2 separate regions of the Mus musculus genome follow, and region 1 is linked to region 2. A link is a contact called in public Hi-C data. All regions are on one chromosome and are shown on one strand. The core of a region is the stretch at or near the end of the contact, and the rest is flanking DNA. Distances in the headings are between cores, read along the strand shown. Region 1 overlaps Chchd6 (coiled-coil-helix-coiled-coil-helix domain containing 6). Region 2 has its middle 15 kb from the start of Gm36639.

The links. Hi-C and Micro-C count contacts between places; a contact is called where the count stands out from the background.
Region 1: a contact with region 2 is called in a Hi-C map of bone marrow-derived macrophages, with 20 read pairs. The contact joins two enhancer-like sites. A contact is called at or near these places in 3 of 15 datasets of contacts at CTCF or cohesin (the NIH/3T3 cell line, embryonic stem cells and stem cell-derived epiblast-like cells), 2 of 484 Hi-C or Micro-C datasets (bone marrow-derived macrophages and ventral hippocampal neurons) and 5 of 115 datasets of contacts at active chromatin or transcription factors (embryonic basal ganglia, embryonic hindbrain, embryonic midbrain and 2 more).

Annotation. Positions count from the first base shown.
Region 1 is chr6:89,549,789-89,554,789 of GRCm38.p6, reverse strand. The region is part of intron 4 of Chchd6 (coiled-coil-helix-coiled-coil-helix domain containing 6); the gene reads left to right. Among named protein-coding and RNA genes, the nearest start is that of Chchd6, 43 kb to the left of the region's middle. Within about 2 kb of position 1,294, at least 38 of the 459 cell types and tissues checked have an H3K27ac peak or open chromatin away from gene starts, as enhancers often do. A contact at or near this core is called in bone marrow-derived macrophages, where this site is marked.
Region 2 is chr6:89,006,735-89,011,912 of GRCm38.p6, reverse strand. No RefSeq gene overlaps it. Among named protein-coding and RNA genes, the nearest start is that of Gm36639, 15 kb to the left of the region's middle. Within about 2 kb of position 2,897, at least 136 of the 459 cell types and tissues checked have an H3K27ac peak or open chromatin away from gene starts, as enhancers often do. A contact at or near this core is called in bone marrow-derived macrophages, where this site is marked.

The sequences.
Region 1 (5,001 bases), core at 45-2,544, 540 kb before region 2:
CAGTCAGGGTTGGAGATAGGAGGGAGCTTATGGTAGGTCTTTATCAAGGTGGAGGAGGGCTCAGAGTGGAGGAGGCAAGATCAGTGGGAGGCTCACCACCATCCCAGGGAAAGTTGTGATGATCAGACAGGACACTGATTGTCTTGGAGGACTGAGTAGATAGGCAGGATATTGACTGGGAGCCCAGCAGCACAGTGAGTGACACAAGTAGAAAGACCCAGCACCCTTTTCCATAGCTCGGTGGTCTGGGCTCGTAGGGTTTCCAGCCTCAGCATGTGTGGCTTCCAGGTGGTTGCTCCAGCTCTCCCTGATGGGGAGGGGGGCCTGGTGAGATCACGGCCAGTTTAAAAGCAAGAACAGAACTGAGCACACCATTTCTAGACATGTCCTGTTGGCTGGACGGTCCTGTGGCCTCTCTCAGCTATAAGCTGTTTAGGAATTGTGTCTAACTGTCGTCAAGCTGAAGCTCTGTCACAGTGGAGGAGGGAGGCATGGCTGTTGGGGACAGATGGAAATTCTCACTCTCTGCTGTTGCCTCCTCACTGCCCCACCCTCAGTGACTCCCACATTCATCTTGTTCTGAACTCTGTGTGGCTTCTGTTCTCTAGGAGCCATTAGGAACTGTGCTGGCCACGGTGACGAATACTTGAGAGATACAGTTGAAAGGGAGGTACCGCTTGCTTGGGCTCATGGTTTCAGAACTCTCTGCTCATAGCTGGCTATATTTCTGGCAGTGAGGAGGCAGGTGGAAGGACATGGCAAAGCTAAGTTGCTCATCTCATCCTGGCTAGGAAGCAAAGGGAGGCAGAGGGGCCCCGGACATTGACGTATACTAGGTCTGTGCAACCCTTTACCAGACATACTCGATCTGGGTTCCTATCTTCCTCTCGGGAGCACCTCTTGTGTCCACAGTGAGCCACTTCCTATGGCCATGGAAAGTATTTTCTAAGAAGTTCATGTCCTGAAATCTCTGGAAGGAGCAGCATAGAAGGGCATTTGGAATTGGTGTGCCTACTCCATGAATTTCCTTTCCTGTACTGCCATAGGGCAGGTGTGAGCAGGGAAGCTGCTGTCTGCTCTTGGGAAAAGTTGGGAAGGAGGACAGACTCATAAACTGACTTCTTTCTGCTTTTCACTCTGACTCCTGGGTAACTGTTTTCTCAAAAGTTTGGCTTATTGCACAGCTTGGGAGAATCCCACTGAATCTTGGGAATGAGGTCACACTGCTGTACATCCACCCCCAACCTCTCTCGGGTCTGGCCCCTCTCTGTCGTGCTTATTGAGCAGAGTCCACTAGGTGGCAGTCCTGGGCCACTTGTTGGTGGGGACGATTGAAATGCTGCAAAAGACCCAGTGGGATGGAGAGCAAGGGTCCTCTTGCCCAAATGCCTTTTAGTGGGTCTGTAACTGCTGATTCTAGAGACACTGAACCTGGTTAGGAAGCCAGAGATGCCTTTTCTTCTGGCAGACTCTCCACCTCTCTCCTAGCCTTTGATTTTGCTAACTCTACTCTCCTGTTGTGGCTGCCCTAGGCTTGCTGCAGTTCAAGAGACCAAGTGGTGCCCCTGAGAATCAGAGAAGGAGATCTTCCAGCCCCTGTAATGCACTGGCTGGAGGATGGGCTCCCTCTTCTTGCTGTGGTTTGCTTCTTTCCGAGGATGTTGCTGGTGGCAGCTTGGCTTGAGTCCAGAGCAATAGAGGCACAGTTGGGCTTAGATGGGGGGGCAGGGTGAGAAATGCTGAGGTTTGAGGAGGGATGGTCTGGGTCATTCCCTTATCAACCATAGGTTACTGTTTTCTCAGGCTGTGTAGTCCAGGCTGCTCATAGCCTAATGCCTCAAATTAGGGTGGGATTAAGGGTGGCTCTGTGGACTTTGTCCTCAGACAGATGGTTAGGAGACAGAGGGTTCCTTGCACCATCTTCTCTAAGAGCTGGTGACATCCTTCAAGCGCCTTTTCTTGGCGTCTTTGCACAAAACAAGCAGATTCTGACTTTCTTGTAGGCGGATGGACTGCCAGTTTTGGCAGCAAGGGAGATTTTTTTTTCAAGGCCCGGAGAAGACATGGAGGGAACTCAGCTAACCTAGCGGTGACTTGAACTGTGGTGAATAGCCATTAGGTTAAAGGATCCTAATGCTGGCTCCCAGTACAGCCACTGCTGCTCATTTCTCTGAAGAAGCCAGGGTCTAGTGGCAAGAGTCCTATTCTTCTGTGTCCTTCTGGAGAGTCTCCAGGAGGATGACATGGCAAGATCATCTGTGACATTCCTATGAGCATGCTGTAGCTGGCCTGCATGCCTACCATAGCTCTGGCTTGCCCTGAATTGGTTGCTGCCAACTCCACAGCAGGGTGGGGTCTCATGTAAATATGGAAGGTCTCTGTAGGGATGTCTTTCTCAGAGAGCTGGTCCTAGCCATATTCTTCTCGGTTTCTTGGCAGCCACTCCAAGACACTGATCAGCTGCCCCCACCTGTTTTGGCCTTAATGCCTTTGTTGCTTCCTAGTAGTTGCTCAGAGCCTTCATGACTGTCCTTTAGGTAGTAGTGGGTGAAAAGAGAGCTCTGGGTTTTGTCCTCCTGTCTTGCAAGCTCTTGTACTACAGTGGTCTCAAGGGCACAGCATACATACATTCCCAGCTCACTGAAAGTTGGTGTTACTCACAAGGTGCTTGCCATAGTGACTGTCATTCCTCAGGGTTAGGGAGGAAGGACTCTGCTGCTTAGCCTTTATGGGGGAGAATACCGCCTTGAAAGTGGTGTGGCTATGTAAGTTCCAGGTGGAAGAGAAGCACATTCCTTTGTCCACAGCAGTGCTGATACCCCCAACGTTCTGTGTACAGTTTCTAGAATACAGGTAGAAAAAGGAAGGGACTTAATATGCATATCAGTCCATAAATCATCCTAGCAATTAGAGTTCTGGTTCGTTGTGTTACAGAGTCGCCAAAGAAGAAGTAGAACTCCCTCTCTAGGGGAAGATGCCTAAAGCTAGCCATGGTTCAGCTCTCAGGACTGTATACTTCTGTGCTTGCCTGGACACTCCCTCATGGCAAAGCTGTTGCTAAGGTGCTGAGACTTAGCAAACTGGGGAGAGAGGAGGTAAAGTTATCCAGGAACATTCTTCCTGATGTTTCCTTCCAAAGCAGACTGTTTAACTGCTCCACTGCAAAGTGAAAAGCATGTGTGCTACCTCTAATTGGTTTACAAAGAGATTGATTTCTGCCTGTGTGATGCTGCCAGGAGCCCCAGGGTCTTTCCTTAGGGATAATGTACCTCCAAATACATTCCATTTGTAGCCACTTTAGATATGGAACGAACCCCAGAGATGAAATGTTAGACACCTTCACCTGAGCCTCAGAGTAGTGCCCGTATTAAGAAGCTGGCCAGCAATAGAGGAGATGGCTACCATGAGAAAGCAAGGCCCCTGCCAGTCTACTTGGGTTTGGTGTTTTGCTCAGAAGAGGTTGCTAGCTATCATACTCAGAAATCCTGGAGAAGAAAGATTGTAAAGAGAATCTGAGAGACTTTCCTAATTATGTGCAGAAAATGTCCTAAAGAAAGGCCAGCTTTCCTGGCTCTGCCAAGCACTGTGAGAGGTATCAGCATAGGTAGTTCTGACCAGGAATGGGGAAGAGAGCAGCTTCCGGGGATGGAGGGTAGGGTTCTCCACAGCAGCTTCCCTGGCTGCAGGCAGCAGATCTGTGTCTCCAAGGGAAGGAGGTGACAGCCATAGAGCATCAGAGTGGTATTCATCTTGCCAGTCTCAAGAGGGAGGTGAAGATAACCTGTGTCTGCAGGCTCCTGAGTCCTGACTTGGTACCCTATCTGGAGGGTCAGTAACTTCTGACACTGCAGTGCACAACTGGTATCTGGAAGTATCTTTCCCTTGCTCCTGAAACCCTGTGGGTGTGCACTCCCCAGGGATTCTGCAGGGTGTCTGCATTTGAGTCATTGTAGCTCCGTTTTTGGCAGCTTGATTATTTAGGCTTGACAGGTAGGCACAACTGTCTCATTAGATGCAGATATATTCGTGTGGTTTGAAAAAAATGGAACATTCCATTAATCTATATAAAAAAAAAACACCAGTAGCCCCCTTTGTTTTTAAACTCAGTATATCAAAATCTGTTGTCATTATATTTAGGAAATGGGAATGAAGTCATCACTGGTGACTTCTTTTCATCAACACCTAGGTGTTTGTGGTTGTGTTATACATCTGTGGGTGTGTACCCCCAGGCCTAGGTCCTGGGCTTTGTATATGTTTCTTATTTGATCCTTAGAGTTTCTGTCAGGTAGGGACAGTGTCACTCCCATTTTGAGGTTGACACTGAGGCTGCCCTGACCTCTGTAGTAGATGCATGTAGAACTGTACAGTGAAGTTCTGCTGTAGCTAATGCCTATCTATAGATGTTGACATTGGAGAGCCAAGTGGATGTGGCAGCTACAAAGCAGGACAGAGCTTCTGGTTTGGGGCACCACCTCACCTGATCCCTCCCTAGCTCATACATTAGAATTTGGGTAAAAGAGTAGGAGGGGAAGTAGAGATTTCAGAGGCCAGGGTAGTTCTGTTAAACATGCCCACTACTGAGAATCCAGTTCCTATAAAAGGAGAGCTGAGAGCACTGTTAAAGCACTCTGCCTTAGTGTCTAGCAGAGCGACAGAGAGCCATGCTACTGTATGCTTACCTTACCTCTACCTCTCCACCCCCAGAGAAGATCCTGTGATCCAGAAGCAGTGGGGTTAACAGGGCTTGTGTCTTGCCACATTCTCTCAGAATCATTCAAAGTGTCCTATGCTCTTTCACACTCACACTGTAGGGTGCTAGTGGAACATCTTAAGCATGTGCCCCTGTCCCTTGGGGCCTCAGGTGGTGGCTCATTTGTAACATAGAAGTTACAGAGTATAAAGATGGAGAGAGGTGTTGCTCTTTCACCTGCTTGCTACTCACCCAGCCATTGCCTACTGCTTGGGGTCTGCAGGATAGAAAAGGCAGAAGCTCTTCATAGT
Region 2 (5,178 bases), core at 1,648-4,147:
AATGGCAATTGATCCAAACCAGGGAGAATGGGGCAGGGCCACAGACTAAGCTGCTGGAGACCTGAGAGGAGCAGCCACCCAGGAGGCTGGTACTACCCAAGGTCCCAGAAAAGAGCAGTGCGGCAGTGTGGTGGTGTGGCTATGGCTGGACCTGACACCAGTACCTCCAGGTTTGTGATGATTCAGCAGGGACCCTCCTGAAACAGGTGCCTACCAGCTACACTAGCCCCTCCATGCTTGCCCCAGAGCCCAGGTTTGTCCAGGCCACAGGCTTTGCCTGGGAAATGCCCTTCCTCCAAGGCTGAGCTCTCTGTGACCATCAGTCTCCACAGGTAGAAGTTGATCAGAATTCCTTATGATCCCTTCCAATGCTCATTGCAAGCCCATTCCCTTCCAGGACACACCATTGGATAACATAGTCTTGAGGTCAGGGAAGGGAGTGACTGAGAGCCAGTGTGCATGCTCTGGGATTCTGTCAGACTTCTCTTCTCTCAGGGCAGGAATCTATGAGGATAGCAGGGACCTCTACTCTGTGAGTCACAGTCTACGCAGCAGGCCACTCACTCAGGGCCTCCGGAAAGCTGAGGTTCAGACGGGGCCTCTAGTGACTTGGGCTCCTGAGAGGCAGAGCTCAGTCTTCTGGCCCAAATCAACAAGTCATCCGCATCCCACCTCCTAGAGTCATGGGAGAGACAAGAAGCATGAATAGATGGCTCTCAAGGCCGAGCCCCTCTACCCTAGACAGCAGCAGCTGTGTGTGGACAAACCCCAGACCCTCTGCTGCTGCCGAGTCTCCAGTCAGGAAACCTGCTTCTCAGCCAGGGCTCTGCTGAGTGACACGCTCAGACAGCATCAAGAACAGAGCACGATGCTCATGCTATGCACAGCCTCAGTGACTGCCTCTGCCACCCTGGAGTTGATATTTCCTCCCCTCCCACCCTGCTTCTCCCAGCGATCCTTCTGGGTACCAGAGTGTGGCTAGAAGATCAGCTTGCAGAAGGGATGCTACCACTGCACTGCGTACCCTGCCCCCACTTACTGTTTCCTCTGGGTGCTCATTGGCATTCAGGAGTCCTTGTTGAAACCCACATGCATGGATGTGCAGAAAGGCTGCACCAGCTCTGGGTTCTTATCTTCTGTAAGCCTCTACTTTGCCTCTGTGCAATGGGCACCAAGGGTGGCCAGGAAACTCGGGTGTGTGCATAGTGCCATGGCACACAGCAGGAGTGATGGAGGGCCAGAAAGGGTTGTGTACCTGCCTTCCCAGAGGAGTGCAGGTTGCTTAGAAGAGGTGAGAAGGTATAGGTCCCTTTCTGATTCTTGAAAGGATCATGGCGTAAGGTAAACAGACTTGATTTCAGGAGCCGCAAAGGGAAAAAAAACAAAACAAAACACCTGAGCAGGAACAGCCTGTGTGCCAGCAAAACAGAGAATCCATTGTCCATGTGCATGTTTCGGTAAAATGGGGCTCAGAGGAGGCGAAGGAAGGACTTGGAGCTCAGTGAGCAGGCACACTCCACCAGGGCCAGCTGTGGCCTGTGGAGCCTCCAGGCTGGGTTTTCTAGGCAGCATGGAGCTGGATCCTCCAGGGGGTGAGGGAGGTTGGGTAGCACCCAGGTTACAAAGTGCAAACATCCTTGGTGGGAGAGGTCAGGAAGAGAGAGCAAGCACCCCACCAGAGTTCTCCCTGCTGCTGAGCCAGGAGGCTGCTAGATCTGCCTAACCCTGCAGCACAAAGTTAATTTTGGGTCTCCACAGTAAACAGGCTTCCTAAAGCCATGGTTAAAGGGCTCTGGCCGTGCAGAGCTAACTGGCATCAGGACCCTCCAGCTCACATCTGGTTCCATTGTGATTCCCATATCCAGGAAAGATGTAGGAAGAAGCACTCAGGAGCTGCTGAAGAAACTGGCCCCCTGATGCCAGAAACCTTGTTGGCAGCTTCCTCCTCCTCTCCTTTTCCCTCTCCCTCTTGCGGCTGTCTAATAAGGTCAGCTCAAGGCTTGGTGAAGGTAGATGGCAGGCAGTATTTTTCAGTCCTGATGGATTCTGGTGCTCCTGAGCCAAGTGTAAAGCTGGTTCCTCACAGGGTCCAGCCTCCAGGCCAGATGATAACCCGAGACCAGAGGCAACAGCCAAGTCTATCTGAAAGCATCTCTCCCAGGTCCCCGATGCAGCAACTGAAATTAAGACTGACACCAGGGCTGGGACCTCAAACATGGCAGGACCCTTCTCTGGAAGAGTTCAAAGTAGAAGTCCCACGCACACAACTAAAGACAACTCCAATCTGGTATGCATACGGTCTACAGTGAAGGCGAGGGAGGACTTCCTCGAGGCAACAGAGCCCCCACTGCCTCCCGAGGGAGGCCTAGTCGCCATCCAGAGCGTGAGAAACCGGGGACAATGACTCCCTCTCCTGCAAAAGAAACCCTCCTGGTCAGAGAGAACAGTAGGATGTATCAGGGAACTTTCGCCACCTAAGGAACTAGCCCGAGTCTCAGCAACTTTTGTTTGTTTGTTTGTTTGTTCTTTTGAGACAGGGCTTCTCTGGGTAACAGCCCTGGCTGCCTGAAACTAGCTTTGTAAACCAAGCTAGCCTCAAACTCACAGAGGTTGCCTGCCTCTGCCTCCCAAGTGCTGGGATGAAGGCATGAGCCACCTTGCCTGGCTTTAGCAACTTAAATCAGCACAATTCCTTGTTTTCCCTTGTTCTGTGAGTTGTCAGGTCATTCTTCTAGCTTCCTGTAGTTCGGCTGGTTCCTCTGCTGAGCCGAGGGTTCACACCCACACTATTCGCCCTGACTTCAGGCTAAAATCCCAGGTCAGGCTCCGGGGCTGCACTCTGGTGGGTGGGGACAGCTGGGCGGGGCTTCTCCAGCTTCCGGGCAGGCTGGAGCGGCAGCTGCGGTGCAGTCTCAGTCCCAGTCTCTGCAGCTGTATTGCCTCTGTCAACGGGCCGACGGGAGGATGGGAAGCCCAGGAAGAAAAATAACACACAATTTAATCTCCCCAAATCAACCCATCCTACAAAGGGAAAAATAAAACAGAGTCTCCGCCAAGGCTGACCTTCTGTTTACATTTTCCTTGGCAACTGAGAAATAATTGCGGTTCTGCAGGGCCCTCCCCTCCCCCACCCTGCCTCATCCTATTCAAGCGCGACCAGGGATGACACTGGAATCTTGAACCGCACTAAGTGGTTACTATGGTGTCAGGCTGAAATTGTGAATCCCAGAGGCTGCCACAGCAGGGAGGCGGGGAGCCAGGGCAGAGTCTCAGCCGAGGCTAGTGACTGGGGGGCCTAGCCAGTTAATAGCAGACAAACTGTGCTCGCAAAGAGTAGAGTAGGGGGTTGAAAGATACGGTGGTCAGAGCAGGTGCAGGACCAGACCCAAGTCCCAGTCACACCCCCTGAGCCTTACTCTGTCCGGGCTGCTCTTTCACCCTCCACCCTGTGCCCACCAGGATTGAATCTCTGCCCAGCCCCACAGAAGAAATCCTCAGGATTTCTTTCTTATTTCCCCACAGAAATCCAGAGCCTTGGTGCTCACCCAAGGAACCTGCAGAGGTGCTTTGGGTACCACCCTGCACTTCTCCAGCTCTGCCACAGAGAACTACAAGCCAATCCTGCCGGACTCACACTGATATGTGTCAGTGTAAGATCCCTCCACTGCCACACCCTGGTTCCATTCCCACCTCCAGACAGTGAGTGACCTTAGACCCTACTCTGACCTTGAACCTCTTCTTCTCATGCCTGTGCCTTGGGGGGAAAAATCTTCTAAAGAGCACATCAGATCTTGTCTGTAATCTTCACTGAGAGAGAGCTCTTGAGTGGTCGCGGTGCCTGCCCGGCTCTGACTTCATTTGTTCCACCAACCATATCATTCTAGCTATCCTGGCCTCTGAACTGCTCCCTGCGATGGCCGGCTTGCTCCTGCCCCAGGACCTTTGAACTGGTCATTCGTTGCTACTGTGACTCCTTCCCAAACCACCACTGAGGCCTTAGGGATTGCCTGATCACTGTTGTGGTCTTCATGCTTCAAACAGGACAAGCACAGGGACGAATGAATGAATGAATGAATTAGCCATTTCCTGGTTTCTAATCCCCATCTTCTCTGTCTCTACTATAAGGATCTAGACCATCAGAAGAGGGACTCAGAGGCTCCTAAGAAAGCCCCAGCCTATAAACATGTAGTGTTCCACCCACTCAGTGCTGGACCCATGACTCACAAACTTCCATTCACTAAGACATAACAATGGGAAAAATGAACACAGGGTTCCCAGTCTGTTTTTTGGTTTTTTGCAAGATGTCGTACAAATTCCCCACCTGGGTCTTTTCTTTCTTCCTTCCTTCCTTCCTTCCTTCCTTCCTTCCTTCCTTTTTTTTTTTTTTTTTTTTTTTGGTCTTTCTTTCTTTATTAGGGCTGCCCTTTCTTTTTTAGGGCTGCCCTCTTAGCTCTCTTTGGGGATGTATTTGTTCTTTATTTTTCCCATCTCATCCTGATTCAGTGTGGACTATCAGGCGTGGTTCCTGGCTGTGGACTGAGGCTCTAACAGCCAGCAGGAAACTTACCCAACATGCTCTACAACGCTCCGAGGTCTACCCTCCCCCAAGACTATGCGGCAGAACCCCACTGACGACTACCTACAGCTGTCCACAGGACCAGATCCAGCCTGTGAAGTCCTCCCTCTCAGCCCTCAGGGACCGCGGCTACCGTGACCGTGTGGGGGATGGTTCGAGGGCATCCCCGATGGCAGGGCCGGGGTGGAGCTTGAGGAAGACTTCCGCCTTGCACAGACCCATTTCTTCCCTTTTAAAACCGCCTTGATTGCTTTTGATAATCAGATTTACTGGTAAAATTTGGTCTTTGTGCTTCCCTGTGTTCTACCAAGCGGCGCATCCGGAAGGCCCCTTCATGCCCGTGGCTAGTGTGTGGTTCCTTGCTCAAATGTGCTAGTTTGGTTTAGTTTATCAGCTGTTTTCAAAGCATTATATTTCATTTTTATAGCGAGAGCCCACTATTGTTTTATTCTATTTCATTAATTCGTGCTCCTTTTCTACATTAATTTCTTCCATTGGCTTTCTTTGGATTTATTTTGATGTTCATTTCCGCGCTTATTGAGGTGAAAGCTGAATTCTTTTCAATCTCTCCTCCTTCTAATGACTGCATTTAGAGCTATTCA